Linked DNA regions of Mus musculus: region 1 is linked to region 2. Evidence: chromatin contacts called from public promoter capture Hi-C data. All regions are on one chromosome and are shown on one strand. Each heading gives the region's core, a stretch centred on a gene start, on an enhancer-like site or on the middle of the called end of the contact. The rest is flanking DNA. Distances are from core to core; before and after follow the strand shown.

The links. Capture Hi-C pulls out chosen DNA fragments and counts their contacts.
Region 1: a contact with region 2 is called in a promoter capture Hi-C map of liver, with 3 times the contacts expected there. The contact joins the promoter of B4galt7 here to the promoter of Nop16 in region 2. A contact is called at or near these places in 2 of 39 promoter capture datasets (the C10 cell line and liver), 1 of 115 datasets of contacts at active chromatin or transcription factors (astrocytes) and 1 of 9 other capture datasets (liver).

What each region holds. Positions count from the first base shown.
Region 1 is chr13:55,597,413-55,601,277 of GRCm38.p6, reverse strand. B4galt7 (xylosylprotein beta1,4-galactosyltransferase, polypeptide 7 (galactosyltransferase I)) reads right to left here and starts at 1,382. Exons shown (of 6, transcript NM_146045.2): 1 at 1,086-1,382. The coding sequence starts at 1,135. Tmed9 (transmembrane p24 trafficking protein 9) reads right to left here. Exons shown (of 5, transcript NM_026211.3): 5 at 3,581-3,865.
Region 2 is chr13:54,587,703-54,591,766 of GRCm38.p6, reverse strand. Nop16 (NOP16 nucleolar protein) reads left to right here and starts at 1,693. Exons shown (of 5, transcript NM_178605.4): 1 at 1,693-1,906; 2 at 1,996-2,104; 3 at 3,100-3,169. The coding sequence starts at 1,800. Higd2a (HIG1 domain family, member 2A) reads right to left here and starts at 1,536. Exons shown (of 2, transcript NM_025933.3): 1 at 1,348-1,536; 2 at 620-1,043. The coding sequence starts at 1,501. The coding sequence ends at 877.

The DNA.
Region 1 (3,865 bases), core at 133-2,632, 1.0 Mb before region 2:
AATATACACTAACGTGTTGGGGGAAAGAAAATGGGGGCCCCCAACCATAAATTACATTGTTCCTCCATACCTGTGACTTTGTTATTGTTATGGATCATAATATAAATATCTGATGTATGCAACCCATGGGGGGGCGCGACCCACAGGTTGAGAACCACTGGACTAGCCCAAGGTCCAAACAAAAAGATGCTTCAAGCCTAAAAGTGTAATGCCCCATAAATCTAGGCAGGAAAATCACCTCCGCCATTCTGTTTCAGTGAGAAATATCTTAAACTCGGGTATGAGCCAGACTCACACCTAACACTTAAAGCAGACCCCCACACAAGTACAGCAGCACAGGAAATGAACTACTGGGTGTGTCTAGTATAAGACAGGCAATGGCTAACCAACCAGGAAGAGAACACAGGAAGCTCTGTCTGGTGTGATCTTCCCGGCCAACCGCAAAGTATGAGAGGGCATGAAGGCGAAGGATAGGATTTGAAGTCACATGGATATGACGGGGCAGACAGAAAATAAATAAATAAATAAATAAAGACCTTCAGCGCCACAACACAGAGAGATCCGCTGTAAGAAACGAACAGAATCATCTGCTACATGAAAACAGACAGACAAACACACAAAGGCACAGGAGAAAGAGTGGTTCTCAGCCTTCCTACTGCTGCAGCCCTTTTATACAACTCCTCACGGTTGTGGTGGTCCCCAACCATAAATGTCGTCGTTATTCCACATTTGTGGTTTTGTTATTGTTATGAATCGTAACATAAATGTCTGATATATGCAACCCAAGGGGGCCGCGACCCACAGGTTGAGAGCCACTGGACTAGTTCGCGGTCCAAACAAAAAGATCAATGGAGAGAGCAAGGCAGAGACCCAGACACAGGGACGCGCAGAATAGAAGCTAGTAGGAAAAGAGAGCCGTGCAGACAATACCAATGACGTTCCCCCCACCCCCAGAGAACCACAAACACTCAGGGTGACCCCCAGAAACCCAGATGCGACAGCGTAGGGCTGCTAAGATTTGCAGGAGGTCGAGAAAAGGAATGGCACCCAGGGGGACGCGGCTCCTGCCCGTTGCGGCCGCTCACCTGCCATCCTCCCAGGGCAGCTGCGCCGCTTTCCTCCGGGAGGGCAACATCGTGGCGGGACACAGCAGGACATGGGGCTCTGGCTCAAAGCCCCGCTGCCCGGCCTGCCCAGCCTACGCGGCGTCTCCGCCCCCGCCCCGCCCCCCGGTCCGCCGAGTCCGTCCCTCCGGTTGGGCCGGCTGCACCTCAGAGCCACAGCTTATAAGGTTCTGCTGTCTGGAGAACCGATGGCGGGACCTAGCTAGGTTCTCACTACATACAAGGGCCCACTGGATGTCACAAGAAAGGGAGTTCCCTCCCATCACCCAAGTCAAAGGCGACCAAACAAGCTAGAGACTAGCTGGAACTAGACGTGTACTGCATAACAGAACGTCTGGGATAAGGTACATCTTCCTCCTTTTTCCCCCAAGTGAAGGCTGGTATCATCGCAGCATTCCTACGGTCAGCCCAGCAGAGAAAGCACGTACTCTTGGAGCATAAGATCCAGTTCAGAATTCGGAGCTGATCTCGGAAGACTGATTGTGCTTCAAACACTGCTCTGATAATTTAACAACGCTGAGGCGAGTCGATTTCTCTGTGACGGTTTCATCACTTGGGTTATATAAATTGTTCGTATTCTGTGTGGTCATTGTAGGAAACGAAAACCCATTTGGTGCAGTGCTTGGCACAGTCACACTATATAAATGCTGTCGTCCGATTTGAGAACCTAAGGAATGAATAGGAGACTGAGCCGCCTCTTTGCCTGTGTGAATTTATCTACTCTCTTCCCCTCTTCCCCACCTGGGAAAAGAGAGGCAGTTACTAGACTTCATGTCTGTTCTTTCAGGCAAAATTTAATATTCTAATAAGTACCTAACATTTATTAAGTTTTACTTTGTGCTACTCATTTTTTTTTAAGATTTAGTTATTATATGTAAGTACACTGTAGCTGACTTCAGACAGTCCAGGAGAGGGCATCAGATCTCATTACGGATGGTTGTCAGCCCGTGAGCCACCATGTGGTTGCTGAGATTTGAACTCAGGACCTCTGGAAGAGCATCGAGCCATCTCTCCAGCTCCTGTTCTAAGTTCTTTATGGCTGTGCTTTTATTCAGTCTTTATGAATAGGTATTATTTCCATTGTGAAGATGAAAGGACCAAGGCACAGGCAGGTCATTGGTTTGTGTGCACAATCTTTCCAGCCACAATCCATGATCTCCAATTTCAAGTGCATTGTTTCAAGGTAGATCTTCACTATTGGTTAAGTTAATTGTTCTTAACTTTCTTTCCCCTCTTAAACCCTAACAAACACAACTCAATGATTTGCTCTGTGGCTCACCTAGGGCTCTGCATCCCACACCAGAAACTTACCAAGTCAACCATAGATGGGGCAGACCTTTTTTTTTTTTTTAATTTTCTTTTAAGATTTATTTTATATATGTGAGTACACTGTCACTCTCTTCAGACACATCAGAAGGCATCGGATGCCCATTACAGACGGTTGTGAGACACCATGTGGTTGCTGGGAATTGAACTCAGGACCTCTGGAAGATCAGTCAGTGCTCTTAACCACTGAGTCATCTCTCCAGCCTGATGTGGCAGATCTTAAAGGCAGGATTGACCTCCTGCAGAGACCAGTTAGGCAGGGCCATCAGGCGATAAGACAGTCAGGTGACCTGTTGCTCTAGTGTTAGACCTCAAACTCAAGAAACTAAATTTTACATAAAAACCCAAATTAGCCAGGCGGTGGTGGCACACGCCTTTAATCCCAGCACTCGGAAGGCAGAGGCAGGCAGATTTCTGAGTTTGAGGCCAGCCTGGTTTACAAAGTGAGTTCCAGGACAGCCAAGGCTGTACAGAGAAACCCTGTCTCGAAAAAAACAAAACAAACCCAAATGAACTGCTTTTAAATCAGTGTTCCGTTATTTGTCATGTTGACACTTGGCACTCTTGGTGAGCAATGTCAGATGGTTTTGACAAACCCGTCAGCACCTGCCCGCTACAAGAAACCATAGCAAGGATGGAGATCGTGATGTTCACAGGTGGAGACTACCCTGGAGTGTGAGGCCTTGTGCCCTCTGGAAGTTACTACTCCCACCCACCCTCTTTTTGTTTTTTCCAGACATGGCTTCTCTGTGTAATAGCCTTGGCTGTCCTGGATTCACTACATAGACCAGGCTGGCCTTGAACTCACAGAGATCTACCTGCCTCTGCCTCCTGAGTGCTGCTATTAAAGTTGTGCACCATCACGTCTGGCCTTGTTCCATTCTCTTAAGTCCAAGTATCATCACACCCACCAAGAGTAACTACAGGGCTGGAGAGATGGCTCAGCAGTTAGGAGCACTGACTGCTATTCTGAAGGTCCTGAGTTCAAATCCCAGCAGCCGCATGGTGGCTCACAACCATCTGTAATGATATCTGATGCCCTTTTCTGGTGTGCCTGAGGACAGCTACAGTATACTTATATATAATAAATAAATAAATCTTTAAAAAAAAAAAAGAGTAACCACGAACAGTTTTTCTTCCTTTTTTTCTTTTTTCTTTTTTATTGGGAAACCAATGTAACAAACCCACATTCATTGAAAATAAACTCAGTAACTAAGACTCTGTAGGCTCTGTTTCCAACCAGCACCAAAGTCTCTGCTTGGTTTGATACCAGTTGTTCAAGCCCCAGAAAGGACAATTGTAACAAACTAAAATCAACCTCTGGGCCCCTTTTGTGCACTGCAACCCCTCCACACCCTTAAACTGACACGCAGCAAACACACCCTATATAAGCAGGCTGGTTCTAAGCCAAAGGC
Region 2 (4,064 bases), core at 444-2,943:
TATTACATCAAACAGCTCACTGAATTAGAATCCCAAGAATGAACATTTGGGAATCTCTACTTTTAACCAGTGCCCCAAGTAACTTGACAGTGCCGAGGAAAGTTTGGATAGCACTAGGCTCTATGTTCCTCTTTCACAACTGGAGAATAAACCTCCGGCCTCACAATCACTATGTACTGTACTGCTGAGCTGTACCCTCAGGCCATTTTAAATGATACAGAGTCTAAGTTACTCTACTGAGTGATCTTGCATTTTTTTTTTTTTCCGAGACAGGGTTTCGAGACAGGCTCTGTATAGCCCTGGCTGTCCTGGAACTCACTCTGTAGACTAGGCTGGCCTCAAACTCAGAAACCCACCTGCCTCTGCCTCCCAAGCGCTGGGATTAAAGGCATGTGCCACCACTGCCCGGTGATCTTGAACTCTTGAAGTCATGTGCAGTCAGGCAAGATTCTTTCTTCTCCCTCAACCTTCAGAACAGTTAAGGCAATAGGCATGCACTGTCAGACCTAGCTGATTTTTAAAGGCCAGTCCTACTGACAGCCTGTTCCCTCTTAAAAATTTAAAGGAAAAATCATGGTTTTGATCGTAGGAATGAGATTAAGAAATAGTTCATCACATACAAGTGTAATAAGCTTTTATTAAGTAATTAAGGGGACGCATCACAAATAGAAGCATGCAACCCAACTGAAATGAACCTGGGATTTTGGGAGCGGGAGGGGGCAGCGGTGGAAGCGCAAATCAGTTACAAAATCGGCCACTTCCTCACCCAAATGACAATAAGGTCCGGTCTGAAACGGAGGGAGCAAGTCTGACAGGGATGTCTGTTGTTCCTGGGTTTTGTAATGGTTTCCATGGCGCTTTAAGACCCGGCTATACTCAGGCTTGAGACTTCATAGCAGATGCCGCTAACCCCAACAAGATGGCTACGACCGTGAAACCCTGTGCAGCGATCCGGGTGCGCATCATGAGTTGGGATCGGTGGCTCTGGCCGCGGTGGAAGCAGTAAAGGCCATAGGTGAGGGCAGCCGCCGTCCCCAGACAGCCTGGGGAGAGGACAACACACGCGGGAGGCAACAGGTCGGGTCCTGCAGGTCCCTTAAGGATGTAGCCCGTCCCAGCTTTCCCAGAGCCACAACAGGAGGGCAGTTCTACAGTCTGCTTCATCTAGTCCCAAGCCCCGCAATGCATTCCGATTCGTTTCAGTCACCCCCCACCCCGCACCGTCATTTCGTCACACCTCTGGTCCGCTCCCCTTCCCAAACCCCAGGCTTACTTGATCCACCCCTATTTCCTTTCCCTACGAAACCGCTGTCCTCTCGGTCTTCCGTTCCTACAGCACACACTTACCTATAGGCACCATTGGGTTCTCACGGGTCTTGCGAATAAACTTTTCCTTAAAGCCCTCTGGGTTGGAGTAGACCGTGGGGCTGAAGCCCTCGATAACTGGGGGCTTGGACGGATCAAAAGGCGCCTCTGGACTCACAGGACCGGGAGCCGCCATACCCACCAGCACAGAAATAGGTAGGACACAAATCCGGACACCGGACCCCGCCTTCTGATGAGGTCACTACGGGGCGGGGAAATAGCTTGCTGAGTGTAGCACGCAGGCGCCATTGCCCGTTGCTTTCTGGGAGTTGTAGTAAGTGAATGTGGAGGCACTAACTACTAAAACTACATTTCCCAAGAATCCTTGCGCGCACGGGTGGACGGAGACTATTAACACGCGGCTCTGAGAGCGTGGTTCTTGAGTTTGAGCTGCTGTTTCAAGGGTTTGAGCTGCTGTTGGGGCAGTTAGCGAGATGCCCAAGGCTAAGGGAAAGACTCGGAGGCAGAAGTTCGGTTACAACGTCAACCGAAAGCGTCTGAACCGGAATGCTCGTCGGAAGGCAGCGCCACGGATTGAGTGGTGAGGGGCCAGTTTGGAGGCGGGGGCCTGGGCTGGGATCTAAGGTGAGGTGACAGAATCTCGATTTCTCTCTCTCTCTTTGATGTTAGTTCCCACATACGACATGCCTGGGACCACACCAAATCCGTGCGGCAGAACCTGGCGGAGATGGGGTTGGCCATGGACCCCAACAAGGCGGTTCCCCTCCGTAAGAAGAAGGTACTGATAACGCAAAGCACTTTCCCCATCTCCACACTAGCCGCTTCCTATTTTCCTTCCCACCTGACGTTCCTTCACTGAGCAGAGTTTCAGAATTTGTTCTCTCTCTCTCTCTCTCTCTCTCTCTCTCTCACACACACACACACACACTTACTTCCCATATTTGTGATAAAGTCATTTTGCTTGCACTAATTCTGGTCAAAGACCTTTAACGACCTCCTTTATTCACGCCCCCTCCTCTGCTTACCATTTCTTCTCAGGTCAGTGGAATTTTCTAGAATGTATCTTTTTCTGTCCCCCAGAGCTTGAGGGGTTTTTTTTGTTTTGTTGTTTTTTCGTTTTTCGAGACAGGGTTTTTCTGTATAGCCCTGGCTGTGCTGGAACTTACTTTGTAGACCAGGCTGGCCTCGAACTCAGAAATCTGCCTGCCTCTGCCTCCCAAGTGCTGGGATTAAAGGCGTGCACCAACACCCCCCGGCTTACCCCAAGAGTTTTTTTTTTTTTTTTTTTTTTTTTAGTAAAATTATAACTAAGCACTGGCAGGTAAGTCCTCCCCATGAAGAAGCTATCGGACATGGCTCCCTGTAACTTATAAAGCGCTCTTCATGCACATGGTTTTTGTGGTGCTACTACACAGCAGAGTAAGGAAAGCATAGATATAGGCAGAAAGATGAATTGCTTGTTAAAAATATTACTGTGGGTGTCATATGCAACTGTATGAACATATCATGTGTGGTGTGACATGTGAGTGTGAGCATTAACATACCATGTGTGGTGTGACATGTGAGTGTGAGCATGAGCATACTGTGTGTGGTATGACATGTGAGTGTGAGCATGAACATACCGTGTGTGGTGTGATCTGGTTCTAGTGACTTTGGGCAAGGATTTTCTGATACAAGACATAGTTGTGTTTCCATAGGGAATGTCCTTCCCTAACGTTGGTCAAACTCTGACCAAAGGTGCTTGTCTGTTGGTCTCAAACCTGTTCTTTACAGGTAAAGGCCATGGAGGTAGACACGGAGGAGCGACCCCGGGATCTTGTACGGAAGCCCTATGTGGTAAATGGTGAGTGTGGGCTGTGTTCTTCTACCGTCCTGTCCTCTCTCATGTAGAAAGGGCACTCTGACTCTTCACTCTACAGCCAGAGAGCCCAAGATTCAAAGAGAGAGAAACGAAGAAGTCCAGGGTTCACAAGTAGTACTGTGCCCTGGCTGAGTTGTTTTCCAGCTAATATTGATGAGATTTCAATGGATGAACTAAGGTAGTAGACGCTCATACAAGCTAGAACTGGGTGTCTGAAAGGACGAAGAAGAAGGTCTCAGGCTTGTGCCCAGTTTCTCATGACTCGAGAGCTTGGCCTGTCATTTAGTCTGTCCAGTGATACATTTACTCCCCATGTGTTCCTGCTGTAGAGAGAGGCACACACCCTGCAGGAAAGAGAATATTCTTTGTTTGTTTGTTTGTTTGTTTGTTTGTTTCAAGACAGGGTTTCTCTGTGTAGCCCTGGCTGTCCTGGAACTCACTCTGTAGACCAGGCTGTCCTCGAACAGAAATCCTCCTGCCTCTGTCTCCCAAGTGCTGGGATTAAAGGTTTGCGCCACCACACCGGGCTGAGAATATTCTTGAATCCTTGCCTAACCTTTTCCCTACCTGTTGTAGGTTTATTGTGTGTGTGTATTTTTTTTAATTAATTTATTTTTATTGTATGCATATGGAGTACACTGTAGCGTGTTCAGACACACCAGAAGGGGGCATCGGATCCCATTACAGAGGGTTGTGAGCCACCACCTGATTGCTGGGAATTGAACTCAGGCCCTCTGGAAGAGCAGTCAGTGCTCTTAACTGCTGAGCCATCTCTCTAGCCCCTTGTCATTTTTTATTTGTGTGTTGGAAATTGAACCCTGGGCCTCTTGAATGCTAAGTGTACACTCAGCCTTATAGCCATACCTCCATTCAGGTG